3 separate regions of the Mus musculus genome follow, and regions 2 and 3 are each linked to region 1. Evidence: chromatin contacts called from public Hi-C and promoter capture Hi-C data. All regions are on one chromosome and are shown on one strand. Each heading gives the region's core, a stretch centred on a gene start, on an enhancer-like site or on the middle of the called end of the contact. The rest is flanking DNA. Distances are from core to core; before and after follow the strand shown.

Region 1 (2,700 bases), core at 75-2,574:
TAAGATTTGTCACTTGAACAAACTTGTCATTAAAAAGATGTTTAGTAAATAGGCAACATATGTTTTGACATAACCACAATGTTTATATTTTGTATTTACTTCCTTCTAGTGAGTAAAATAACTTGGTTCTTATTTTTAAGGGCATTAAATCTCAGTTCTGGATCTCACTATTGTGTAACTCCCAGCTAGTCTCTTTCAAACTTATCTACTCCTTCTCAACTCACAAGAAACAGAATATTTAAAGAACAAATTAAAAGCATTTTTATGTTTTCTTCTTGATGTAAAACAAATTGAACAAATCCAATTAAATTCAGAGTTGATTGCCCAAGGAGACGAATACCCAGCTCCAAAAATTCTCTACCCAAATGCTTTCCAATTCCTCGCCCCACTTGGTGCTTAACTAATATTTTTCAACCTAGCTTTTTAAGTCGTCTACAGAAATCCAATCCAATCAAACGTAAAATGATAGGAGTACTTAGTAGAGTGATTTTAATTATCAGATTACTTCAGTAAAGAGCATTAGCAGAGAAACAGCTGAGAAACTTTAAGAGTGGAAGGAAAAAAAAAGATGAATTTTGTTCTTCGACTCTGGGCTCCTTCCTAGAGAACAGAAACTATACGTCACATCTGGAGATGCTTTCTGTTGAGTTTTCGCCGAAATTTTGAGCTGGGGTTCATACTGGTGTTCCAGAAAAGCGCTAGAGTCGATGGTTATCGGAACTGAAATCAGAAACAAAGTTTCGGGATGATGGTTCTCCTCGATGCTGAAGGATGCTACTGAGAACCAGGTTTAGGAGGGAAGGGGTTAAATCAGACCCTGTCTTTTGCTACTCAACTGGTGGACTAGAGTCTCTTAAAGTCAACGGCCTCCAGTTGGAACCAGCCAATCCACTGCCGGGAGAGCCCAGGACAGCTAGTGAAGGGGCGTGGCCCGATGCTGTCACTCAGCGGTGAGGAATGACACTCTGATGGGAGGGGGGGGGGGGTACAGTGGAACGCAGAAGCAAAGAGAAGAAACAGATAAAACCCCGGCAGAGGGTAAAAGGTGTCCCCGCTCTTCTCCGATTTTAGGGGCCTCAGCTGTCACTGCGGGCGCCAGAGGAGTAGGCTCCGGAAAAGCCAGCCCAGAGGGGAAGAGGGAGGACCCGCCAGGAGCGAAGCCCTACAGGCCGGGAAGACAGAGGCGCACAGAAAAAGTGACTTTGGGCGGTGCGCCTCGGCGGCGCTCCGGAGGCGACTGCAGACGCGGAGAGGACCCTTGACAATTCTCGCCGGCCTCTCCCCAGAGGACAGACCCGGGCCGGTCCCCAGAGGGCCACGGGCGAAGAGATAATCGGCCGGGCTGTAGGAGAAGAGCATCTGGCGCTGGATTCCAGGGGAGGGGGTCCTGGCGAGGTGGGCCTGTGAGGTGGGGTGAGGGTCGGCGCGGATCCTGGAACTGAGGGGGGCGGGGGCTGCTGTGCTGCGCAGGAGTGGGTTGCGGGGGCCTGGCGCGCCCCTCTCACTCGCGCTGAGGTCGCCCAGAGCTCCGTGTCAGGCTCGAAGCTGTCCCCGCGCCCCAGTTGCCCTCCTGGCTGCCGGCTCCGATCTGCGGCGCAGATGGCTGTGCGCGGCAGCGGCACCTTGACGCCCTTCTCCATCCAGGCGATCCTCAACAAGAAAGAGGAGCGCGGCGGGTTGGCTACGCCGGAGGGGCGCCCGGCACCAGGGGGCACAGAGGTGGCGGTGACCGCGGCGCCCGCCGTCTGCTGCTGGCGGATCTTCGGGGAGACCGAGGCCGGTGCGCTGGGGGGCGCCGAGGACTCTCTTCTGGCATCTCCCGCCCGAACCAGAACAGCCGTGGGGCAGAGCGCAGAGAGTCCGGGAGGTTGGGACTCAGACTCAGCCCTGAGCGAAGAGAACGAGGGCAGGAGGCGCTGCGCCGATGTCCCGGGAGCCAGTGGAACCGGCCGCGCCAGGGTGACCCTGGGCCTGGACCAGCCAGGCTGCGAGCTGCACGCCGCCAAGGACCTGGAGGAGGAAGCCCCGGTCCGCAGCGACAGCGAGATGTCAGCCAGCGTTTCAGGTCTGCTGCTGCGGGGGGTTCTCCAGGAAGGGGGCTGGGCTGAAGGGGGTGGGTTAAGAGGTCAAGCACTCTGAGGCGGGGTGGGCCTACTGTGGGAACACGACGCCCTGCCGGGCTTAGTGCTAGCGAAGTCTCCAAGTTCTTCGCGTTGGCGCGCGCTGCCCCAAACCTGAAGCAAGTGAGCTTCTTAGAGCCGGGTGTCCTGGTACTATGTGGCCTGCGCTCTGCACCAAGAACTTTGAGTTCATCTGCAGTGCCTCAGCTGTGCCCATTTAAAATCTCTAGATTTAGGAAAGGGGGACCAAAAATCTATGAGGTAGATCCCTGACACAGCCATGCCAACGACTGCAGATCCTGTCACAGCGTAGGAGTGGGGAGCCTTGGGAAAGGGCGCGTTTAACTTCCCTTACCCCAGGACTGGCAAAACAGCCTTTGGCTGAGTACCTAGGGAGCTAGAAACAAAAGTAGCAGTTACCTGAAGGCGGGAGATGGTGGGGAAGTGTGGTTGAGGTGGTCTGGGAGGCGCTGGATCGTCAAGACTCTGTATCCACTCACGGGTATATTTCTTAGTCTGAAAGGCCGGCTGCTGGCTTCTATTGGGTACAGTCTGCTGTAGGCCTCGCATAGGCTTCGAG
Region 2 (2,823 bases), core at 294-2,793, 2.1 Mb after region 1:
CCATAACTGAGAGTTGGCAGCCCTTTTAATCTGAACTCTCCATTTAATCACAATAGATATTTGTGGGATTTTACCCAACTTCATAGAATGAGAGAAAAAGTATGTATCTAAATCTAAAGTAAACTTTAAATTGACTTTTCCAAATGCAGATTTAAAGTGGCTTTTGTGAATGCACTTTTTTTTTTCCTTTTTAACCTGAAATGGGCATATCAACTTTACATTTATTCAAAGAATAAGTAGCCAGAATCATTAAATTTTCTAATAAGTTATCATTGAAAAGGAAAACTTGGCTAAGCTCTCCAAGATGTTGCCTGCTTTATAAGCCACAATAAACTGGGCATCCGTTTGCCTTCTAAGAGGACTGACGCTAATCTTTGCACCAGCTACGAGGTCAATTTCCCAAAGGAATTTTCCCCCTTAGATAGGAAAATGTTGATTCTAGAAATATAGATGGTAAATATTTATATTCTGAGTTTTAAGATATGGAAGATATTAAAGTAGCTAAAAGAAGTTCTTTTGATTTGAATTTGGTTACTTCTTTCTTATTCCTTTCACACACACACACACACACACACACACACACACACACACACACTCTCTCTCTCTTGCCTGCTCCTCTTTTCTTCTGGTAACCTGCTTTGGAAGGCGACTTGCTCTGGGCTGAAGCAATCCAGTGTCTCCAAGGAGATTCCAGCTCCTTCGCCCTCCAAATCTTAAACTGAGTCACACTATGCAGGTTGGCTCTCTCACAAAACCTCTCAGCTTTGGAACGCAGGAAAAACTTGATTAGTTTCAGAGGTGAAATTTGCCAACCTAGTTACTTTTGCTAAAGGAAAGCTGAATTCTTCGGGCTCGCCTTAAGTCGGTCCTTTTGAGGTGAAACCGAAGGAGAGAGGGTTTTGGAGAGAGGGTTTTTCCGTGGCGACAAAGCACACTCTGAAGCCACCTCTTCAAGTGGCTCCTGTCCCTGCTGCAGCGCAAGATGGAGCTACCGGCTCCAGAGACCTCCCGGTCTGTGCACCGAGCACAGGCGCCTAAAGCGAGTCACCTGCTGGTAAGGAACGCTGGGTGGGAACACACGTGGGTACTGCGAAGGTCTTGGGGACCACGCAGAATTTATGAAAAGGATAACGGTCATATGGGCCCAAGGTTCGGACCCAGAGGGGTCAGGGAGCCGACCAGGAGTCCAGGGTTTGCAAGGTGGATAAAGTCACCCAAGCCACACGCCCCACCCTCTAGACTGCGCTGGTCTCTCCCTTTAGACTAAAATCCGAGGAGCCGAGGTACTGGGTGAGCGGAGCCGGCTCCTTCGGGACCCAAAAGCGCAGAAATCGGGTGCTTAACTGGCTTGCTGGAAGTCGGCGCTCAGGGACTCGCTGGGAGGCGGGACTCGGGGCAGTACCAGAGCCAACAAGGCAGCAGTGGGCGCTCGAGATCCTCTTCTGCCCTCCGCGCTCTCCCCGAGCTCCGGCCTCCACTGTCCCCTCCTCCGGCTCCTGCTCCTCCTCCTGCTCCTCCCATCCGTAGAACCGGCACCAAAACGCCTGCCTGCAAGGTCCTCAGTGCGCTGCAGCCCGGAGCTGCGGTCACCGCCGGGTCTCTCTCGGTGAGTGCCTGTGTCCCTTCACCGCTCGCCCGTCCCGGGGTGAGTGTGAATTTGCTCCAAAGGGCGCAGGTACTTGGCGGCGGTGCTGCCCATGGCCCGGCCGGAGAGAGGATTGAGGGCGCCGGACCGGCTGGACGGGTACGCGACTCAGGTGAGCGCGGAGCGTGAGGGGTGAGGGCTGCCTAGGCACCTTCTTCTGGTATTCCGACTAACTCAAGTGCAAAGCCCAAGGTGAGATAAGGCTAAAGCAGGTAGAACACACTCCACTGGAGGCAAGACTCGGGGTTATCTGATTCTCCTGTCTCCTGCTCCGAAACCTCACCTCTAGAATTCGCGAGATGGACTATAAGGTACCAGACTTTCTGACTCTTAAAAGACTGGATTTATGTCCCTAGATGACTCGAGAGGGTCGTCGCTGCCCGTTGCTCGGCGCCACAGCTTCTCTCTAGGACCTTGGGCAACTGCAGCTAGAGTGGAGCGCTGGCTGAGCCCGGGTACCACCTAGGGCGGAGAATTGGGCCAGGGGACAGCTAACAGGAGTCCCTCTGGAATGGGGCATCTCGGGTGTGGAAGCCTTGGTCTAGTTTGCCTTTGCATTTGGTAGCAATAATGGGGAGACTGAGCATCTCCCGGGGTACTCGAAGAAGAAGGTGACAGGCAGGACCTTAGGTATTAAGACAGCCAGTTACATACGGCTGTTATTTTTTTTTTTTTTTTTCGTGTTACTTTTTTACTTTTTTCCCACCTCGGCTTCTATTTCGAGTACCACCGATAGAGGAGGCGGATGGGGGAGGGTAGTGGATAATGGATGTCCGTACACGAACCTGGGAAGCTTGTATTTAGAAAGTGCACAGCTCGCTCGGAGCCTGACCTCTTCAGGTGTGCCATACACACCCGCTTTTTTAGAGCAGTGGACTCCGCTGCTTTCCTCTGGACCCTGCCATTCCTGGAACTGGAAAGCCAGCTCTCCGAACCTGGGGCTCAAACCAGTAGTAGGATGGAGAAGCCAGTGCTGGAGCCAGATGCCTACCAGGGATTGGTGGGCTGTGCCAGACTTAGCAATTATTTGTGGGTGCCTCCGACTCTTTATGGCACAATCTAAGCTAAAGGAGGCACTTTATTTTCCTTGCACACACGGGGTTCTCCTCTGGATCAGGAGTAGCACCCTTCCTCGCCAACCCCCACAACACAACGCAGAAGCTGTGGTATTCTTGCTT
Region 3 (2,835 bases), core at 143-2,642, 3.0 Mb after region 1:
ATAACATGAGATCAGCTCTCAAACATTCGAGCTGTGCACACAGCTCTGTTAATTATGCACATGCTGCAGCTACTAAACCTTACCCCTAAGACCTATTTTCTTGTAAAAACCAAAACACTGTACCCTTAAATGCTCCACCCTCCTCCTGCCCCCGGGCAGCCACCCTTCCTTTCTCTGTCATCAGAACAGCAGTGCTGGATAGCACTAGGCTCTTCACAGCACCTGCGTAGTAACACCTATGGCTTTCTGGAAGTCAAAAGGAAAAGTGGGGACTGGGCTGTTACCTATCTGTAGTCCCAGCACTTGGGGGGCTGAAACAGGAGATGGGGAGTTCAAAGCAAGGCCAACTGGACCATAGAGAGAACTTGTCTCAAAAAAAATCTATTAAATGATCAATCCATAAATCTAAACTTAAAAAAAATGCATTCGAGGGAAAAGAGAAATTGAGAAGATAAGTGTAAGTGTGCTAACCTGTGCTGAAAAGATTGCTCAGTGCCCAGGCAGACAGGCAGACAGGTAGACAGATGAGCAATGTTTTTTTGTCATCTTTTGTTCACTTGTGTACCAAAAGGCCTCATCCCAGAGTCCAGGGAGAGAAAGAACACTACCGTGGCTCAGGTCTCAACTCTCCTGCCTAGCATTCCATTCTAAGATCCTGGGGAGGCCAAAGGCAGAAGGCAGTGGGTGTTGAGAGTCCTCCCTGGTTCCTGCAGAAGACTTTGCCTTTGGCACAGAAGTTCTTACCTACATCTGGCCCACTTTAGAATCCCAGCCTGGAGTCAGTCCCTTGGATATTTGCTCCATTCCTAATGAACTCACTGGCCACGGTCGTAGAAACTCCTTCTATATTGCACATGTCATAAGTTACATATCTGGACGCCATGATCTCCGGTGGGGGTGCGGGGAGAGGTCATGTATCTAGGGTGGACAGGAGTGTGTTAGCAGGCTCCACATACAGAGTTTTCGTCCCACTAGGTAATTTACTGTTCGTTTCTGCTGAAGCTCAGCGTACTTGAAAGGGCACCAACTGCTAACCACAGGGCTCTGGGCTGCAGATGCATCGTGGCTCCCCCGTGAGACTCAGCACATCCCACAGGCTTGGGTAGGGAGACAGCCAGGCTGGAGTAGCAGCAGAGCTTAAAGCAATTTCCTTGCCTCTCGGCGACTGCCTGGATTGGGCTATTTGTGCATCCCTGTGCCCTGTTGCTTGTTTGGGAGGGCATCGGCTCCCCAAGGTCATTTGGAAGATGAAGTTAGGAAAGGGGCAGTATCCGAACAGGCAGCATCTGGACTCCTAAGCTCCCGTTTCCTGGTTACTAATGCTTCATTGCTTAACTATTGTGTGCCCAACATCCCAGCCACAGATAGGCCTCATAAATATTTACACGCAATGTGTGTTGCGATGCTCAATTAATTGCAGCTGTGACGCACTTAGAGCGCCTCGGAGGAAAGGTGTGCAGAGAGGGCCAGCGGTTATTAAAGGCGCAAACAAGTCAGCTCACGGAAGCAGCAGTCCTTGGAGCTTTCCATTGCCCTGGGGTTTTTCCCGGCCAGAAGCCAAATCTAGGGAAAAGTTACACCCAAGGGAACGCTGTCCAAGGGTGACGTTTGTGGCTACGCCAAGAACTTAGCATCAGAAAATGAACAAAGATGTGCCCAAGTGACTTACCAAAGAGGAGAGGCGTGTAATTATTCAAACGTGGTAGCCATCTCAGAAACAAAATTGGAGCAATGAGGATCAAGTGTCAAATAGGTAAAGTGGGGTTGGAACACGGATCGTGGTGGTGAGACACAGCGGGCAGCCACTTCATGTTCAATGGGTAAAAACATAAGTTAATATGAATCAATACAAAGCCATCCAGAAAGCATCTGAGGAATGTGCAACCAGGGACTGAGAATGCCCCACTCTGGTGTTTTCTTTGGACTGGATAACTGTCTGCCCGCCGAGATGTGCAGAGATGAGACTGCAATGCAAGAAAGGACGGGTTTTGCAATCTTGTTTACAATGCTCAATAATTAGCAAGAGCCTAAATCCTCTCCAAAAGGGCCACAGTGGCCAACAAATGTGTTTTTCAATAACACTGCGTAATGAATAGAGTGTCACACTCACATGAAGACATCTAAACACCTATGTGTCTTAATGTGTGCATAGAGCACTGATGCTATCCTGACCACCTGAGTTCCATGCCCGAAACCCACCCAAAAAGCCTAGTGCTGTGACTGGCATCTGTAATTGCAGCCCTACTAAGGGGAGATGAGAAGTGGAGGCAGGGGCATTGCCTGGCAGCTCTTAGGACAGGTCATCCTAGAGCAGGAAGCAGAGAAATGAGGTACCTTGTCATGGTAGAGTGGAAGTAGATAACCAAGTCCAGAGAGTTGTCCTCTGATCCCTACATATGTGCCGTGGCAACTACACACACACACACACACACACACACACACACACACATTATTCATGCATATACATTAATACATTGTTTTGATTATAAAAGTATGCTTGTATCCTCATTACAGACACATACACATAGGAACACGGTATTGATTTTTTTCTTCTTTTTTTTTTAATGATTTTTTTCTTACATATGTCTTCTATTTTCTATACCATCTCTAATAAAATGTTACCTCAAGCCTACAGTTATATAAACATGAAGAGCTTGCTTCATGCTTGTATTACACAGACCGGGGGCTGGGTGGGTGATTGCTCAGAGGATAAAGTGCTTACCTTGCAGAAACCTGAGTTCTAACCCACATACATACATACATACATACATACATACATACATACATACATAAATAGTTTTTAACAAGCAGGAAGCAGGAGTAGGTGACTAGGTG

What was found. Promoter capture Hi-C pulls out the DNA fragments that hold promoters and counts their contacts. Hi-C and Micro-C count contacts between places; a contact is called where the count stands out from the background.
Region 2: a promoter capture Hi-C map of embryonic stem cells shows a contact between it and region 1, with 20 times the contacts expected there. The contact joins the promoter of Hs3st1 here to the promoter of Nkx3-2 in region 1. A contact is called at or near these places in 8 of 39 promoter capture datasets (the 3T3-L1 cell line, cranial neural crest, embryonic stem cells and 4 more), 5 of 484 Hi-C or Micro-C datasets (cortical neurons, embryonic stem cells, pre-B cells and 1 more), 4 of 115 datasets of contacts at active chromatin or transcription factors (astrocytes, embryonic forebrain, embryonic hindbrain and 1 more) and 2 of 9 other capture datasets (embryonic stem cells and liver).
Region 3: a contact with region 1 is called in a Hi-C map of CD4 T cells, with 13 times the contacts expected there. The contact joins the enhancer-like site here to the promoter of Nkx3-2 in region 1. A contact is called at or near these places in 6 of 39 promoter capture datasets (the 3T3-L1 cell line, cranial neural crest, hippocampal neurons and 2 more), 28 of 484 Hi-C or Micro-C datasets (B cells, CD4 T cells, CD4 single positive thymocytes and 16 more), 5 of 115 datasets of contacts at active chromatin or transcription factors (astrocytes, craniofacial prominence, embryonic forebrain and 2 more) and 3 of 9 other capture datasets (adipose tissue, embryonic stem cells and liver).

The regions. Positions count from the first base shown.
Region 1 is chr5:41,762,844-41,765,543 of GRCm38.p6, reverse strand. Nkx3-2 (NK3 homeobox 2) reads left to right here and starts at 1,324. Exons shown (of 2, transcript NM_007524.3): 1 at 1,324-2,065. The coding sequence starts at 1,600. Gm46910 (a long non-coding RNA gene) reads right to left here. Exons shown (of 2, transcript XR_001784850.2): 1 at 2,541-2,700; 2 at 459-720.
Region 2 is chr5:39,643,351-39,646,173 of GRCm38.p6, reverse strand. Hs3st1 (heparan sulfate (glucosamine) 3-O-sulfotransferase 1) reads left to right here and starts at 1,543. Exons shown (of 2, transcript NM_010474.2): 1 at 1,543-1,757.
Region 3 is chr5:38,784,913-38,787,747 of GRCm38.p6, reverse strand. The region is part of intron 3 of Clnk (cytokine-dependent hematopoietic cell linker); the gene reads left to right. Among named protein-coding and RNA genes, the nearest start is that of Gm22779, 87 kb to the right of the region's middle. Within about 2 kb of position 1,392, at least 12 of the 459 cell types and tissues checked have an H3K27ac peak or open chromatin away from gene starts, as enhancers often do.